Regions from separate parts of the Mus musculus genome. Here all the other regions are linked to region 2. The links are chromatin contacts, called in public Hi-C and targeted proximity ligation maps. All regions are on one chromosome and are shown on one strand. The core of a region is the stretch at or near the end of the contact, and the rest is flanking DNA. Distances in the headings are between cores, read along the strand shown.

The links. Hi-C and Micro-C count contacts between places; a contact is called where the count stands out from the background.
Region 1: a targeted proximity ligation map of microglia shows a contact between it and region 2, with 4 times the contacts expected there.
Region 3: a contact with region 2 is called in a targeted proximity ligation map of bone marrow-derived macrophages, with 4 times the contacts expected there. A contact is called at or near these places in 7 of 130 datasets of targeted methods (SST interneurons, bone marrow-derived macrophages, embryonic forebrain and 3 more).
Region 4: a Hi-C map of bone marrow-derived macrophages shows a contact between it and region 2, with 24 read pairs. A contact is called at or near these places in 1 of 484 Hi-C or Micro-C datasets (bone marrow-derived macrophages), 3 of 130 datasets of targeted methods (astrocytes, embryonic basal ganglia and pancreatic cancer cells) and 1 of 9 other capture datasets (embryonic stem cells).
Region 5: a contact with region 2 is called in a Hi-C map of bone marrow-derived macrophages, with 16 read pairs. A contact is called at or near these places in 1 of 39 promoter capture datasets (hippocampal neurons), 1 of 484 Hi-C or Micro-C datasets (bone marrow-derived macrophages), 1 of 130 datasets of targeted methods (pancreatic cancer cells) and 1 of 9 other capture datasets (adipose tissue).

The regions. Positions count from the first base shown.
Region 1 is chr19:16,147,766-16,150,839 of GRCm38.p6, forward strand. All of the region lies in intron 1 of Gnaq (guanine nucleotide binding protein, alpha q polypeptide), which reads left to right. Among named protein-coding and RNA genes, the nearest start is that of Gnaq, 17 kb to the left of the region's middle.
Region 2 is chr19:16,406,228-16,409,672 of GRCm38.p6, forward strand. No RefSeq gene overlaps it. Among named protein-coding and RNA genes, the nearest start is that of Gna14, 28 kb to the right of the region's middle.
Region 3 is chr19:16,130,746-16,134,160 of GRCm38.p6, forward strand. It overlaps Gnaq (guanine nucleotide binding protein, alpha q polypeptide), which reads left to right and starts at 1,939. Exons shown (of 7, transcript NM_008139.6): 1 at 1,939-2,716. The coding sequence starts at 2,581.
Region 4 is chr19:16,066,048-16,069,201 of GRCm38.p6, forward strand. The region is part of intron 1 of Gm32026 (a long non-coding RNA gene); the gene reads left to right. Among named protein-coding and RNA genes, the nearest start is that of Gm32026, 3.5 kb to the left of the region's middle.
Region 5 is chr19:15,996,020-15,999,540 of GRCm38.p6, forward strand. All of the region lies in intron 2 of C130060C02Rik (RIKEN cDNA C130060C02 gene), which reads left to right. Among named protein-coding and RNA genes, the nearest start is that of C130060C02Rik, 13 kb to the left of the region's middle.

The DNA.
Region 1 (3,074 bases), core at 271-2,770, 260 kb before region 2:
TCTTATGTGCATTGTTTCTTTTGTGTCTAGAAGAAACTATTTCCTTGAAGTCATCCATCACTTCGGGTTCTTAGAATCTTTCCACTGCTTCTGCACAGATCTCTGAGTCTCGAGGGGAGCCTCTGATGAAGGCATCCCATTTAGGACTGAGTGTTCCAAAGTCTCTCATTCTCTGTATATTGTTATTAATTTCTATCTAGTGCAAGAAAAAGCTTCTTTGGTGAGAGTTGACTGAAACTTTGATTTGTGGGTATAGTAATAGGTCATTAGGAGTCATTTTATTTTTATGTTCCTTTGGCAAATAACAGTAGTAGGCTAGGCCCATGACCTATTGAGTGTTAGGTTTTTGACGGCGTTAGCAGTTTCAGGTATGGGTTCCATCTCAAGTAAATTCAGATTGTAAGAAGCGCTTAGTTATTCCCATGACATAAGTGCCAATGTTGTACTGGTATGTCTTGCAGCCAGGACACGGTTGTAGGTTCAGGGCGTGTAGCTGGATGAGAGTGATGACTGCTTTTCTTCTGTGGTAGTATGTATCTTTCAGCACTGTGAACACTAGTCAGCAGGGTAAAGCTTCTGTATTTGATGGCACGCGGAAGTGCTGTCTTTAGCGATAGGGCCTTACTGCCAAATTGTGGAGAACAACCAATTACCTTGGTAGTAGCCTGTGATATTTGTGTGGGAGGTGAGGTGGGATTCATGGGACCCCTTTAGTCATGATGTAATCATGGCACTGGAGCCTTTACTTGCTGGCATACAATGTCACGATGTCCATTTGGGGCATTGTCTACCCCACTATATGGTGACTTCATTTAGATTCCTTTCATATATGTATATATTTTAGGCAGCTTTTATAAAGTAGGTTTCCATATGGCCTTTCAAATGGACTTTGTGTTAGTTGCTGCCTATTCAGCATATCTTGCTGGTGTGTGCTACCATAACTGGCTTAAAATCACTTTAAACTTAAACATTATTAATGTATTTATAGAACTTCAAAAGGATGCCCTAGGCCAAAATCTCATGGGGTTGGGTGAGAACAGTCAGGCCATCCAACAGACTTTGCTGTATGTAAAATTGTACTGAGCAGAGAAGTTTCTAATTGTGTGAAGCCTCGTTTGTCAGTTTTCTTAGTTGCTTCTACTTTCATTGTCAGATGTTAAGAAACCATGGTTAAAATCCAGGGTCGGTCGTGAGCGGCCCCCTTTCAGTTGTAGTGGGAGTTTTACAGCTTTACTTGGGTGGTGTATGCCATGTTTTGGTCCAGTTTGGTCCAGTTTGACTTGATCTTTGCATCTGGTATCAGGTAGGGCTCTGGCTTTTTTCTTATTTTGTGTTTGAGACAGAGCCCTTCACTGTGTTACCTAAATTAGGCTCTAACCTGTTGTGTAGCTCAAGCTAGCATCAAAATCCTCTTCCTCTAGCATCTGGTATTTTCTATTTTTATCATGTATACTTGGTTTCTTGGTCACTGCCACATATGTACTTGTCTTCTCTGTTCCTTCCCCTCTCTTCCCTCCTCTCTCTCTGTTCCCCTTAGTCCCTTCCCCTTTTCAGTTTTCTTGAGACTGGGTCTCATGTAGCACAGGATGTTCTTTGTCAGCCTGATCTTCCTGCCTCAGCCTTCCAGGGGCTGGAACTGCAGGTGGAATCTCTACATTCAGCTTGACTTCTAACTTTAGTGCTTTAAATATGGGTGTTATGTCACGCTCTTTATCAGAGGGTTGACTTGTGGCTCTTGGATGCTCTTGGATGCTCTTTCCTTCCCTTTTGTTGTATTTGCTCTAGGTCTTGGCACTTTTTCTATGACTCATTAAAGTCCTTCAGTTCTTTATTGTTTTCTTGACTTAAGTTAGATAAGGCTTTGCATTTCTCTTCTCTTTGTTATCTTTGTTAGAAGTTCTAAACTTACGATATTCATCATTACTCCTTTCTCTTTAATTTTCGGTTTTCTGGGACAGCCTCGTGACACATATGAACTGTCCTTGAACTTGTGTCCCCTGCCTGAGCCTCTCTGCAGTGTAGGCATTGTAGGAGTGAGGTTCTGTTATTTATTCCTCATTTTATGTCTTTTAGACAGAATATGGCCTGTATGGTTTTCATATTTTAGAATTTGTTACCGACTAACATATAGTTGAATTTTGTTCTGTTAACACAAAATACGTACATATAGACACATGATTATTAATGAAGTTAAAGGATTGTGCCGCTACACTGGACATTTTCTATTCTACTTACTAGTGCTACTTTCCAAGTTTTAAAAATAATTAATTAATTTTGTGTGAGTACGTGTGTATGCTTGGGGGAGTGGGGGTCAGAAGACAATCTGCAGAGTCAGTCTTCTCCTTGTACGGCGTATGTTCTGGCTCTGAGCTCGGGTCGTCAGCCGTGGGAGCAAGGCTTAAGTCGCTGAGCCTCGCTGCTGGCCCCGAACTAGGTTTTAGTTGTATTTTCTATGTTGATAATTTCAGAGTGTTGTAATCCTTTGTTTGTTTGTTTGTTTGTTTGTTTGTTTTGTTCTTTTCCTCTTCTTTCTGTTTTGCATTGTAGCCAAGACTGGCCTGGAACTCACAGAAATCTATCAACCTGCTCTGCATCACAGTACTGGGGTTAAAGATGTGGCCTCCAGGCTGTGCAGGCTGGTTTTAACCTTACTATTTTGGTACCTTATATAGCTTCCAGTAGCATCACACGTGTTATTGCTCAGCTTATCAGCTTCCGAGAAGACGAGTGTTTATTATGTTCCCATCCTGTGTAGCAGACAGACTTGCTTGCCTGGACCGGCAGTGGGCATACTGTTCTCCAGTCCAGGGTACCATTGGGGGCAGAGCTGACCAGCTCAGTTTACACAGAAATACTTTATTGACGGCTTGCTATGGCTGTTTTCAGATAAATCTCTTTTTCTGAAAGCAGACATTCTGGCTGTAACTCACTCGTCCCCCGATCTGTATGTATAACTTCTGTTCTCTGCTTTCCCAAGTGGTTTATCTGTGTGTTGTGCATTTTATTCCTGTTGTTTATTGTAAACATACAGGCAGTACGAGGCTCAAAACTGTTCTTCGTATCTTACTGGTAAG
Region 2 (3,445 bases), core at 449-2,948:
GTTCTTCCCTCAGCCTTGGATGTGGTGAGAATAAGAGGAAAGCTGGGACCTGAAAGTGCTTTAGAAAGTGACTGCTTGCTGGCTGGGGCCTTTGGGTCAAATGTGCTAAAACACACTTGTCTCACCCAGGGTTCCAGTGTGCAACATAGGATGCTTGGATGGCTCAACCAAGGCCAGGCAATCAAAGTTAGAGGAAATCAGAACTACCTAAACTACATGGAAAAGTAGCCATAGAGTAGTGTGGAGAGAGGCTGTGCTTTAAACACCCACACTTCTCGATTTATTCCTCAAATGCAGGGGACAAAGGATGCTGGTTGTGGAGACTGTGCTATGTTGTTGTTGAAAATTTAATAACTCTATTGCTTCTTATTATGACCCGGCCAGCCCCCCAATAATTGAGACAGAGTTCTATTGATTTATTTAATCAGATTTAGCACAATTACTGGGCAATTACCCCTAAATGATTTTTCTATTCTAAACTTGGTTACTTTCCAGCTGTGCTCCCCATGTTACATGCTGTCTGAGTCGTGCCTGGGCTGTTTCTGTCCTCAGGGTGCACCTCTCTCAGCCAAGTGTTCCTGGTCCATCCCATCTAATGACAACTTCCTGTTCTCTCTGTCCCCCCAGTCTCTCTCTCTCTCTCTCTCTCTCTCTCTCTCTCTCTCTCTCTCTGTGTGTGTGTGTGTGTGTGTGTGTGTGTGTGTGTGTGTGTTTCTTTCACACCCTTGTGGTCCCTACCTGCACCCCCAACCCCCACCCTGGTACTGAAGCCCTTCCTCCCTCTATTCTCCCCAGTAATTGGCTGTCAGCCACTTTCATTTAACCAGTCAGAGAAGATTGGTAAGCAAAAATTATACAACATCATTTGATGTACACGAGAATGCCCTTGTCTGGACTGCAACCAGAGCTTGGGGGCAATGTTTAGCATTTGAATACATAGCAGCAGCAGACCAACCCCCATCAGTGCTGACTGTGGACCCTCCTTGGAACATGAAGATTTACAGTGGGCCTATGGTTCTCCATTTGAACTCCCGTCATAAGCCTCCTGATGTTAGGGCAGAGCCTCCGTAAAGTAAAGAGAAACTTTTAAAAAGTGGTGCAGTACACCAAGCTAGCAGTATAAAGAACCATCATGCTGGTGCTTCGACACTGAAGAGGGATGCTGCTACAACTTAGTTATAGGAGACCACCAACGGATACTCTGGTCTGTGATTTAAGAACAAGAACAAGTTCAGGGCAGTGTTTCCCAGTGGCTAATCTCTATGAGAACCACGAGGGTGAGGGACACTGTATAGCAGTCCAGAGGCCAACAGCATGGCACAGAGTCGAGGGGAGTGCACCTTGACCTGGGCACGTGAATGGCAAACACCAGTACTGCACTCACAGAGAAGGTTGTTATTACACTCAGATGCCTCATTGGAGACAGAGCAAAACTGTGACTTCATTTGTTCTGCTCTCTGGGTGTCCAATTTCTCTCTGTCTTGGTCTGTTTCCTACTTCTCCTACAGCCTAATTTTCTCTCTTTGACCAAAAAAAAAGGGGGGGCTCCTCTCATCTCTTCTTAACCAGGCTCTTGTTTTTTGGCTTCAGAATTTATCTCCAAGTTTAGCAAGAATCTTGCTAAGTCCAGTAAACCTATCAGTATGCCCAGTTCCTCTGACAGCACTATCACATGACCCAAGATGACTTCATCTCTTGATGGTTTTGTTTTCAGTTCTGCTTGCTTTAATCGTTTTGTTCCTCATGGACCTCAGTGCAAAAGGCCTAGGTGTGCAATAGACTCCAGCATCTAGATGTGTGTAAGCACATTCTATGATGCTGTACATTAGCCAAGTTGCCTAATGACATTTCTTAGAATGTACCCCACTGTTGAGTCATATATATCTGTGTAAATGAATGTATGAAAAGTGATTTAGAAGATTTAATTGGCTCCTGTGATTATGGAAGTTGAGAAGTCTCACAACTTGTCACTCACAATCTGGGGGACCTAGGAAGCAGCAATATGGCTTAGCTACCCATTACTCCACAGAATCAGGAAGGCCTCTGGTCCAAGTTCTAGAGGACAAGACTAGAGAGCTAGAGTTCCAATACGTAAGGGCAGGTGATGAGGAATACTCAAGCCCCAGAATACCTAGATCTGTATCTCTATCTATCTATCCAACTATCTCTCTCTCTCTCTCTATCTCTTCATCTATTTATCCATCCATCCATCTATTCATCTATCATCTATTCACCTATGTGTCTATGGAGAGAGGAGGGGGTGGACAGGACAGCACTTTCTTTGCTCTTTTGCTCTATTTGGGCCCTCAGCTGACTTGGAACCCACTCATATTGAAAGTTACCGAGTACAATGGATTGAATATGAAACATTCACCACAGGTTTGTGGGTTTAAATATTGCATCTTTAACTTATAATACTGTTTTGGAAGAGTATGAAATTATAGGGACATAGAACCAAGATGGCAGCTATAGACAAGCAGCAGTGGGTCCTTAGGGTGATAGCTTGGCCCAGCTTCTGATCTGATGTGTTTCCTGATCTATTGAGTTATGAACAAGCCATGCTATGGGCTCCCGTCATCATGGGCCAAGACCATGCAGCAACCATGCCTTTCTTGTCACAGTGGACTGACTATACCCTCTGTAACTATGAGACAATATAATCCTCTCAGCCCTCAAGTTGCCTGTGGCATGTATCTTTGTCACCCTGATTCCAATGTTAATCTCACTTTGAGAGGCTCTCTTAGACATGCACCTGGACATGCAGACATACTATTTTACCCTCTGTCTGAGCATCATTTAATCCAGTCAAATGGGCATCTAAAATTAACCACCACGTAGCACATGTTAAGACTTCTTTCTCTTCTGTAGCTGACTGAGAGTCACTTGGTTTGTTTGTGTGGTGGCTATTGTGACTAATGCCACAGTGAACACTGGTGCGCAAAGATCTCTCTGAGTGCTCACTTGCAATTCTTGTGGGCTCTTGTTGACAAGTACAACTGATCAGCCAGTTCTATACTTAGCTTTTTGAGGAATTATCAAATGTTCCCCTCACCTTTCATAGCCCTTTACATTCCTACTAGGCAAGCGTGAGGGCTTCAGTTTTTCCATATCCATAATACTTCTCATTGATTGTTGTCATGTTTGCTTACTTTCTGTGTTAGATTTGAATGCTACTTCATTGATTTGCATTTCCTTAGCTTAGTGAGTGATATTATTAAATACCTTTTCATTGATTTATTGGCCTTGTGTTTAATGGTCTTGTGTTGTTGCTGTTATTGTTGAGAAGTCTACACAAGTTCCTTGTCCTTTTAAAAATTTTTTTAATTGTATTGTTCATTCTTTTGTACTTGAGGGCAGGATATGTAGGTTTTTTTTTTCCTGGATAGAAAACTCCTAGAGAGACAAATGGGACCTCATAAAATTGCAAAGCTTCTGTAAGGCAAGA
Region 3 (3,415 bases), core at 689-3,188, 280 kb before region 2:
GTCATAGGGACACTTGCTTAGCAAATGCTTTCCAGATCCATCAAAGGTTTATGCTTGGAATTTTCTCTTCCTGTTTCCCTCTTGATGTCCTTATATAACTTTGTCCTGTGCATTGCTGGCATTCCTTACTTCCTGATTTCTTTCCAGTGAGTGATACGTTGATTTTTTTTTTTTTTTTTGTCAATTTAAATATCTGTACCAGGGCATGTCCCTGGGGCTGAGACAGAAGTGACAAACAAAGAGGTCAGTTAAGCAAAATATATTACTGACACTTTAAAGGCACAATTTGTCTCAGGGGCTCCTTAGGAAACCAGACATGAAATGTTGATCGTTTTGTTTTCCAGCTTGTTGTGTCTCTCTAGGACACACACACACACACCCCACCCCCACCCCCACGAGGGGGGGCTGGGTATTACTTGCAATTCTTGCCCAATTCTTCTATTTTACATTTCTGCCTTGGACTCTGAATCTTTAGTATCTAAATATTCATTTTCACAGCTAGTCTACACCAGCTCTGATGGTATTCATATAAAAGGGGTGAGAGGTTCACCTTCTTTGCTTCTTTGCTTCTTTGGCAAGGTATCTTTTTTAAAAGCAGAGTATTACATACAGACTTTACGTCCACAACTCCATCTGAGTCCTGGCATAGAGGCTGAATGTATGCATGCAGTGTATCACGGGGGTGGGGGGGTGGGGGTGGGGGTGGGGGTGGGGGTGGGGGATGGGGTGGGGTGGTGGTGGTGGTGGTGGAGAATAAGGCAAACCAGAGGAGAGACCTTGAAGTCCAAGACTTGTTTCATTCTTAAGTTGCAGCAATGGGTATGATCTTACATTGCAGCCCAGATCAACAGGAGCAGTTTATGAAAAGCATGAAATGTGGAGGCGCCCACTTCTATCTATAAAGTCAGGAAAAATAGTACGATTCTCCTCTTGATGTTTGAGACACACTGAATTGAATGAACCTTTTTTTTTCCCCAATACAACCTTGAATGAACAAGATATTTTCTATTTATTAGTAAACCACCTCAAATTAGAAGTATAAAAACCAAATAGAATTTTGCTCCAATGATACTAGTTTCTTCACTTTCTCCTATTTTATTCTCTCTCCCTCCCCCTTTTCTTTGCTACAAGGTCTCATACTGCTCAGGAAGCAATTCTCCTGCCTCAGCCTGTGGAGTGTGGAGTTTATGGGTGTGAGCCACCATATCTGTCTCTTTCATTTCATTCTGTACTACTTGGCGTTCTCCCAGAAGTCATCCTTAACTGTCACGGTGTAGAAGGGTCAATCCTACATTACCAGACTGTTTAACGTAGTGTGCTGGTAGGAAAACAGAAACCACCTCAGTGACCCGAAAAGTTGGAACGGATCAGGAGGCTCTTGGAAACTTGGGCAGCTTCTTTTTTTCTCTTTAGGATTCAGATTCCTATCTGGAGATAAGGAGGACAGTTCCGTCCACAGATCCCTCAGTAACCCCCAGAGAGCCAGTGACAATCCTTTCTCTTCCCTAGTAAAGAGCATCCCATCTTCTAAGATGGATCTTGGGTCAGAGGCCACTCGAGGCAGCTTCTTCCCAATGGCGTTTTAGAAATAGGAAAGGGCAGCCCGGCTGCAGAGAGGCCCGGAGCGCAGCGCGTGGGCTCCCGGCAGGGCTCCCGCAGCGCCAGCGGCCAGAGGGCAGGCCGAGGCCGCCATATTCTCGCCGACCACGCCCCGGCAGCCCAGCGGCAGCCGAAGGTCGGTGTCCGCCTGCCGGACCCGCTCCAACGGCCGTGACCGCCGCGCCGGAGCTCGCACAGAGGGAGGCGGCCGGCGAGCGGGGCGGGCAGTCGGGGGCGGGGCGAGGAGAGCGCGAGCTGTCCAGGAGGGGCCGCGGTCCCGCCCCTTGCGCTGTGCCCGCCCCCTGCGCCCGTCCTCCTCCTCCTCCTCCCGCCGCCGCCGCCCCCTCCCGGATCTGTGCTCCAGTTCAGAGAAAGGAGAAAATGTGTGTGTGTGGCGAGGGGGAGGGCGAGCACTGAGCAGCCGCGGCGCGCCTGGCAATCGGGCCGGGTGGGCGTCCGGCGGAGGCGGGGGCGGAGGCGGGGAGCGCGCGGCGGCCGGCTGCCCGGTTTGCGAGCGAGCCGAGTGGGCGCGGGCAGGCCGAGGGCGCCCGGAGCCGAGTCAGGCGGCGGCGGCGGCGGCGGCGAGGAGCGGGCGCGCCGGGCGCGCTGAGCCGTCGGCGGTCGCTCGCTGCGGGGCCGCCTCGGTGGATGAGCTCGGGCCGCTGGGCGCACAGCCTTGGGCAGCGTCGGCGGCGGCGCCTGGAGGGCCGCGCGCTCTCCGAGAAGGCGGCGTGTGAGCGCGGCGGGGCGCGGCGGCCTTTCCTCGCGCGTCCCAGGCTCCCGGCCCCGCTCGTTCCCGGCCCGCCTGGGCTGCGGGCCCGGCCGCCTCCTTTACCGCGGCTCCCCTGAGCTCGTCCCTGACGCGCGCCCGGGCGGCGGGGCTCCGCGGCCGCCGCTGCCTCGGGGGAGCGAGGGCGGAGGGCGTGTGTGCGCGCGTGTGAGCAGGGCGCCGGCGGGGCTGCAGCGAGGCACTTCGGAAGAATGACTCTGGAGTCCATCATGGCGTGCTGCCTGAGCGAGGAGGCCAAGGAAGCCCGGAGGATCAACGACGAGATCGAGCGGCAGCTGCGCAGGGACAAGCGCGACGCCCGCCGGGAGCTCAAGCTGCTGCTGCTGGGTGAGTGCGGCCCTTGGGCCCCGGTACCCCCCGCCCCGGCTCGCCGCTGCCCTCCCCACGCGCGTCCCCGGCCGGCACCCGCACCCGCACCCGCGCGCGCGCACCCAGGGGCCGAGGGCCGGGGCTCCCGGGCGCGGATCCGCGGCGTGCGCCTTTGGTGTCAGCTAGGGCCGTGCTCGGTGCACAGCGTCTGCGGGACGGCTGAGCGTCCGCGCGAGCGGCGCGGGTGGGCAATGGCGTGCAGTGCGGTGGTCGGCCAGCGTCCATTGTGGCGCGTTGTGGGGTGGAGAGGGAAGGGTGGAAACGGGGAGCAGACCCCGGTCTGGATTCTGCTAGGAAAGGTGCTGAGGAAGCCTTGGCTGGCGCTCCAATAAACCCGGGTTAACGTACTGGGCAGGGGCGGGGCGGGAAGACTAGCCCAAATGTGCTATACTGTAGCCACCAGGCCACTGACAGGAGTGACCCCAGAGAGTTGCATGGCCAGTGGATGGTGACAGGCGTCTCTATGAACCATTCCTTCCGGATAAAGATGAAGGATCCGGGAGTGTTGTACTGTGTGGTTGTTGACAGCAGACGGGTGTCTTTTGTTTAATGAGGCGACCCAGATGTATGCCTGAATTCACAGCAGTTTCTACTGGAAACCAGCGCAGCCTCTCAGTTACTCTCCTGGAAACAAACAGAAACCTTTTGTTTAAAACG
Region 4 (3,154 bases), core at 219-2,718, 340 kb before region 2:
AGAAAGAAGCCAGCCATCTTGGAAGTTCACCATCTTTAATATCTATCCATGGCCCATCTGCCTACCTATTTTCCTGCCTATTATAGAGTCAGTCTAACTCCTAGACTCTCAACCAGCATAGATTCTGACTACATAAATCATAGGGGAACTGGGGGGTGGGGCTTGGGGTTTTTTCCCACCTGGAGGAATTCTAATGCATATGCTGCCGAATTATGCTAGTATGAGAGAGAGAAAAAATTAGAAGGACAACTAGCCTATAACAAATACTCTATTCCTATTATCTTCTTGGGACTTCAGAATAATTTGTACTTTTCTTTCCCACAAGGGAGGTAAGTCAGTCCTTGAGCTTACTAGGAACTGGGAGGTCTCACTAGGACACACAGGTGAAACAGGTAGCTTGAGCTATTTTTCATCTGTCTACATCAGAGAACAGAGTGGTGGCTGCCAGTCCCCATCGGGCCTCCAAACCTGTTGTATTTAGCTTGAACAGAGTTGGCCTGCCCAGTGTCTTAGCAATATTTGAGTTTTGTTCAACATTTAAAACTCAGATTTCACACTCAGAACTTGGTTTCCTTTGGTTTGTGGAATGATAAGGGATGAAACATATGACCCCCTCATCCTATATCACAAAACAACTTCTTTAGATGGCCTTGACTGTAATTTGTCAAGGCTCCCGTCTGTCTTTATTGTTATCAAATCAAAACCAAGTTTTACTTGCCCTTTTATCATAATCTTATATTTGTGGTTTCCTTAAAGGCAAAGAAAGTGAAATATTTATTTGGAAAGTAAGGTCATAATAAGAGGGTCTAATGTTTCAGTGTTTTTGTTTTTCTTTTCCCATAGCAGAGCTCTTCTGTCCTTGGCATTACCTGTCAGGGCTTCTCCAGTTGACTGTTTCTGATCTATTTCTTAATCCAGAGTGAGGGAAGGTTGTTTCCCAGAGCCAAAATAACATGCGGTAGAAGATGCAGATCCAATAAGACAAGTGTGTTGGTAGAGGATTTTTTTTTTTCTGGAAGGGTCTTCTGAGTGGGGTTAACCTGCTTGAAGAGCTGCCCTGTGGAGAGCGTAGTCCACCCCCCTTAGTGCAGCCCTCAGAAGCCTGATGAATCACGGGCATGTAGATGGGGCTTAGCTTTCTGCCTTCTTTCTTATTTTCTTCCCCTTCCCTTCTTCTTCCTCCTGTTTCCATAGGCTCACACAGGAACCTCAATAAGCAATAACATTTGCATTCCTAGTAGACGCCATTCCTAGAACAGGTCATGGATCCAAGGCGCTGTAGATACTTGGTTGTATCTGACATCAGTACCCAGATATCTCCAACTCCCTATTTCTTAGTCAACATTAAGGAAGGAAAAGCAGGTTGAAAATGCAAAACAATGACATTTGCTGTTGGACTGAGCGGCCAGCATAATGTTTAGTGAATTCAAAACCAAAATAGTTACACAGGAAGAGGAACAGGTCGGGTGCCCTAGCCCCCACCAGTTCCCCGTTGGCTGCCTGGACTCGCTTGAAGATCAACATTCTCTGCTGAAGGTTTGTCTAAAGCTGCTGTGCCCTTGTGAATCTTGTCTGGCAGCATCTGAGAGCTCTTGTGGCTCCTCATCTTCCACAGCCTTGAGTGCCATCGAGTTCTTTGTTACTTTTAAGCTACTCTGACAGATACAGTGTGCTCTCTTTACATTCTAATGCGTTCCTGGTAATTAAGGACCTTGAACATCTTTCATTTGTTTATTGGCTATCTGTGTATCTCTTTGCTCAGTTTAAAAGATTAGGTTGTTCAGAACAGAGAAAAATAAATAAATTAGGGTGTAATTTTCTGACTCACTGGTGATAGTTGTTCATACATCTGGTTGCAAATTCATTGTAGAATTAATAATTTACCAATGCATTATCCCAGTTCATAGCTTGGCTCTTCTTGCTTGTAATAGTGTGTTCACAGGGAGAATGTTGATGCTGTCCAACATATCAATTTTTGATCTTTAAGTGACTTCTTTTGTTTTGTATGTAAATTTGCCTAGTTTGTGACCACAAGCTAGAATCAACATTTAAATGTTTATTTATGATTCATTTGGGTTATCTTTGCATATGGGATGATAACTGACTCAAGATTGACTTATTTATAATAGGGTGTTTCTTCTGGTGACTCCTAGCAGGTTTGGTTGGTTTGGGGTAAAGGTTTCTAATGTAGCCCAGTCTGGCCTGATATTTGTTGTTTGGAGACTGGTCTTGAACTTGTGATAATGAGTCACTGCCTCTGCTTCCTGATAGCAGGAACTCACCACTATCCCTGGCCTCTGTTTAGGTTTTGCTACATTATCAGTTTCAGTACCAAGACTGGAACTATTCACATTCTCACAATCTAGTTTCCATGCATTTGAAAATAACTGTGTTCACACACACACACACACACACACACACACACAGAGTGTTGATTTTCACATGTACTGAATATGATAGCTAACCAACCATCTTGGTATATTGTAGATCTAGTTTTCATCTTTTAAAACCCATATTCTCTTTGTATTATATGAATTCACCATCTTTATTCATTTATTGTTTATTGGTGGACATTATGATAGAACCCATTTCATGAATACAAGAATTATTACAATAACTGCCATTGTACATAGTCCCTGTGTCTTGTAAGATAAGTCTAGGATAAAAACAGAAGTTCAATTCCTAGGTACTAGGATGGGCCACCTTACTAAAAGGACTGAATCAACTGAGAATCTAATAATACAGAGTGTTTTACACGCTACTTCTTCACCAGAACACAAAACTCTGAAATTACTATCAATGTAATAGGAATGAAGTAATCATATCTCTTCAAAACCTTGGACTACTTGATTGCTCATGGGGTCAGACATTGGTTATTTCTAAATTGACCCTTCCTATATGTCTCCTCTCCACTAAGTTGTTTATTTTGATGAAGTAATCTGTCATATTTTATGTATAGAACTTTGTCTATACTTCTGTCTTAGGCTTTTATTGCTATGCAGAGATATCATGACCAAAGCAACTCTTATAAAAAAAAATGTAATTGGGGCTGGCTTACAGTTTCAGAGATTCAGTCCATTGTCATCATGGCAGAGAGCATGGCAGCCTGCAGGCAGACATGGTGCTGGAGGAGCCAAGAGTTCTACATCTTGAT
Region 5 (3,521 bases), core at 847-3,346, 410 kb before region 2:
TCTGGATCACCGTCTGGACTTGCAGAGGATAGAAGATGGGTCACTCGCAAAGGAAGTCAACTAAGAGTTTTTAGTACTTGGCTATATCTTTACTCAAACCGGGGTCAAGCAGATATCACAGTTATCTAGCTGATCTACTTCCTGTGCTGTCCAGAGAGAATATAGGACAAGCCAGAGAAAATATAAAAAGATCCTGGATTCTATTATGAAATAGAAGGCTACCACAAAAGGTTTCAGATGTCTCCAGTAAGGCACTGGGGACTGAGAAGTGTTCCAGTAATGAAATGCGGTTACTACAGCCCCCTTTAAGCTTGGGGGATTGTCATTATTTTGCTCTCAAGTCTGTATCTAGGCAGAGAACAGCAGGGACAGTTGTCACCAGCAATCGGGATATGCTGCCACACCTCACCTCAGCAGCAGATGCCCGAGGAGGTCTATTCAGAAACCTCCATCTGGGCAAACTGGGGTCCATGGCTTCAACAAAGAGATGAATTTCAGAGCTAACCAAATGTAAAGCAAAGCTAGGAGAGAGAGAGAGAGAGAGAAGCAAGCACCAGTGGGACAAGTGTGGTCTTCCCTGTCTAAGAACGTCTTCTGTTGCTGGGTGTGGTGGTGCACACCTTTAATCCCAGCACTTGGGAGGCAGAGGCAGGCGGATTTCTGAGTTCGAGGCTAGCCTGGTCTACAAAGTGAGTTCCAGGACAGCCAGGGCTATATAGAGACGCACCCCCTCCCCCCCAAAAAACATCTTCTGTCTTTCCAATGGGTGTGTATATTGTGGCTTTCTAGCTTGATGTCTCTAAAGGTTGCCCAGAAACCAGTTTCCCTCTTTCTAACGTTGCCCAAAGCATGTAATTCATAAGAGGGTTAAAGGCTCAGCAGACAGGATTGTAGTAGATTTATGAGACATGCTCTTTGGGTTTAAAGGAGAGGAGACTGCCAGAGACCAGGCTGTGTTCACTCTACGTTGTTTAAAGCAGTGATTTTTCAGACCGTTCCTCACCCCGAGAGACTCCATTTTACAAGCAGCCTTGACTCCATTTTGAGGACAGCGGATGGCTGTGTGCCAGGGTAGAAACGCAAACAATGCCATCTGTCAGGCAGCACCCAGGCAGCGCAGGCTGATAAACAGCTTATTTCTGGCTGTAGACACAGTGCCACCCAGAAGCTTAGCTGGGTAAACCAAGACTATAGGGATACATGGATGCCATTTAAGCCACGTCAGTGACACTAGACTGTTTATGTGTGTGAAGCTAAGTGTCTGGCCATTGTTAGAGCTCAGAAAGCACTAGGTGACTCCTCGTTAGACAAAAGGGTTAAGACTTCCCCCCTAAAGAAAAGAATCTCACTGGCGGAAGTGGAATTTGCAAAGCGTATCCCTGCTTAGTAACCAGCTGTACAACCACGCGGCTCTGGAGTCTCCATTCCTTTGCATCTAGTAGGAGACAGCAAATATTTATAAAGGTAACAGAATCCTGGTTGCCACAGCTCACAAAAACATATGTGTTAAAACAGATGGCATGTAGCCAGGAGTAACTCTGAAACTGACAAGTTGAAATGATTATTTTTTTTAGCAAGCCTCAGACCCCCCCCCACCCCTTAGAAAACAAATCAAAACAAAAGGAAAAAAATCAGCACCAAATGTTTAAATCTGTAACAAAATAATATATTTTTCTGATACAAAAATATATCGCCACAAGTGCTCATTCGGTCACGAAGCTGAGATCTTTGGTGGGTCTGTTTGGGGTCTACAGGATTTTCTGGATTAAGGAATACTTAGTTGCCCCGCAGGAGCCAAGCTTCCGAGTCTTGATATTTTTATAGCTGAGATTCTGAGTTCTCTTTACCAGTAGCTTTTACTGAGCCTTGTACATGCATCAGAAATTCAGACAACTTATGAATTGAAATAAACGTGAATTTTGTCTACATAGGTTTTCAAGTTAAAAGAATTTCTCTCTCTCTCTCTCTCTCTCTCTCTCTCTCTCTCTCTCTCTCTCCCTCTCTCTCTCTCTCTCTGTGTGTGTGTGTGTGTGTGTGTGTAGGCGTCTGTGGCAAGTGACTTTACCTGTGGAGCCTGTCTCTCATCTCTCTGCTGCTGCCAGCCCCTGCCCCTCCCCTACGCCTATTGCAGTTTATTTTTAAGGAATGTTACTGCTCTACTGGTAAATAACTGTTCCTCCCTTCATCTTGCTAAAGTTAACCGACTGAATGCTAAATGGAAGCAACCAAAACCCATGCTTGCAGATTTTCACACTTGATTCATCTGGATTTCCTCCTTTGCCTTTGGTGTAGTGGTGAATACTTGATTCTGCCGCTAGGTGGCAGTGTTTATAGTCCCAAACCAGGCAAACACTGCCCCCAGACTCTTCTCTAGCAACTTTTAAGCCAGACCTCCTGGTTTCAGCTCCCTAGGAGACAACCTGTTATACAGCAAGGATGGAGAGAGTGTTCAGAATAAAAACTTTTTTCCCTTGTCCACTGTACGTTGCAAAACTGGTAGATTTGTAGTGTAAAGCATGGAGTTGCTCAAGGAACTGAAGAAACAAAACAAAAACAAACTATCCCTTGCAAAGACTGACATGTTTGTACAGTGATTGGCGGTGGCATAGCATTAATTTCACTGGCAACAAAGTGTTCCTAGCATTGTCGTTACCAAACATCTATGCATAATGTGCCAAAGACTACAAATTAAAAAATTTCAAAACAGAGTGTCTCCTCAGAACCCCAAGTTCCAAACAGAATGGACTCATGTTGTAAATAAAAATACCGAGCACTCAGTTAGATTTGAATTCCAGATACACAATGAATAAATCATCTTAGTCCAGTTATGACCTAAGCAATACTTAGAACTTACCCAGTAGGTCTACATGTCCATGAGCCTTGTACCTGTAAATTCAAACAACTATAGATGAAAAGCATTCAAGGAAAGAATTATATCTGTACTGAGCCAAGTCTTTCTGGGTATTCTTTCAAAAGTGCCGCACGGGGATTATGTGTGCACCGTCTTCCTAATATTACAAACTGATGATTTAAAGAATGTGCAAGGATATGCCCAGATATGTGCAAATCCTCTTCCATTTGCATGAGCTGCCGTTTTATCAAAGGTAACTTTATATAATTAGCATCCAAGGATTTGGGTTAGGGGTGGGTAGAGTAGGTGAAGGGTGGTCTTGGGATCAAGACCATGGATATAATGGGGACAGCTGTACTGAAAACAGTCTATTCATCCAGTATTTCTATATCATGGCCCTGGTTCCTGAATTTTGTTTTAGTTTTGATACAAGGTCTGACTGTATAGCTCACATAGACAGCAAACTTAGTGATTCTTCTGTGTTAGGTGCCCGAGGCCTACGATTGCCGCCATACTGGGCTGTTTCTAGTGGCATCTTCAGGTGACCTCAGATCACACTTTCAAACAGGAAGTCCAGGATGTGAAACACTTTTAAAATGTTTATCATTTACTGTATTCTTATTTTGAGAACTTCCTCTTTGATTCCGTAGCCCACTTCTTAGTGGGTTCC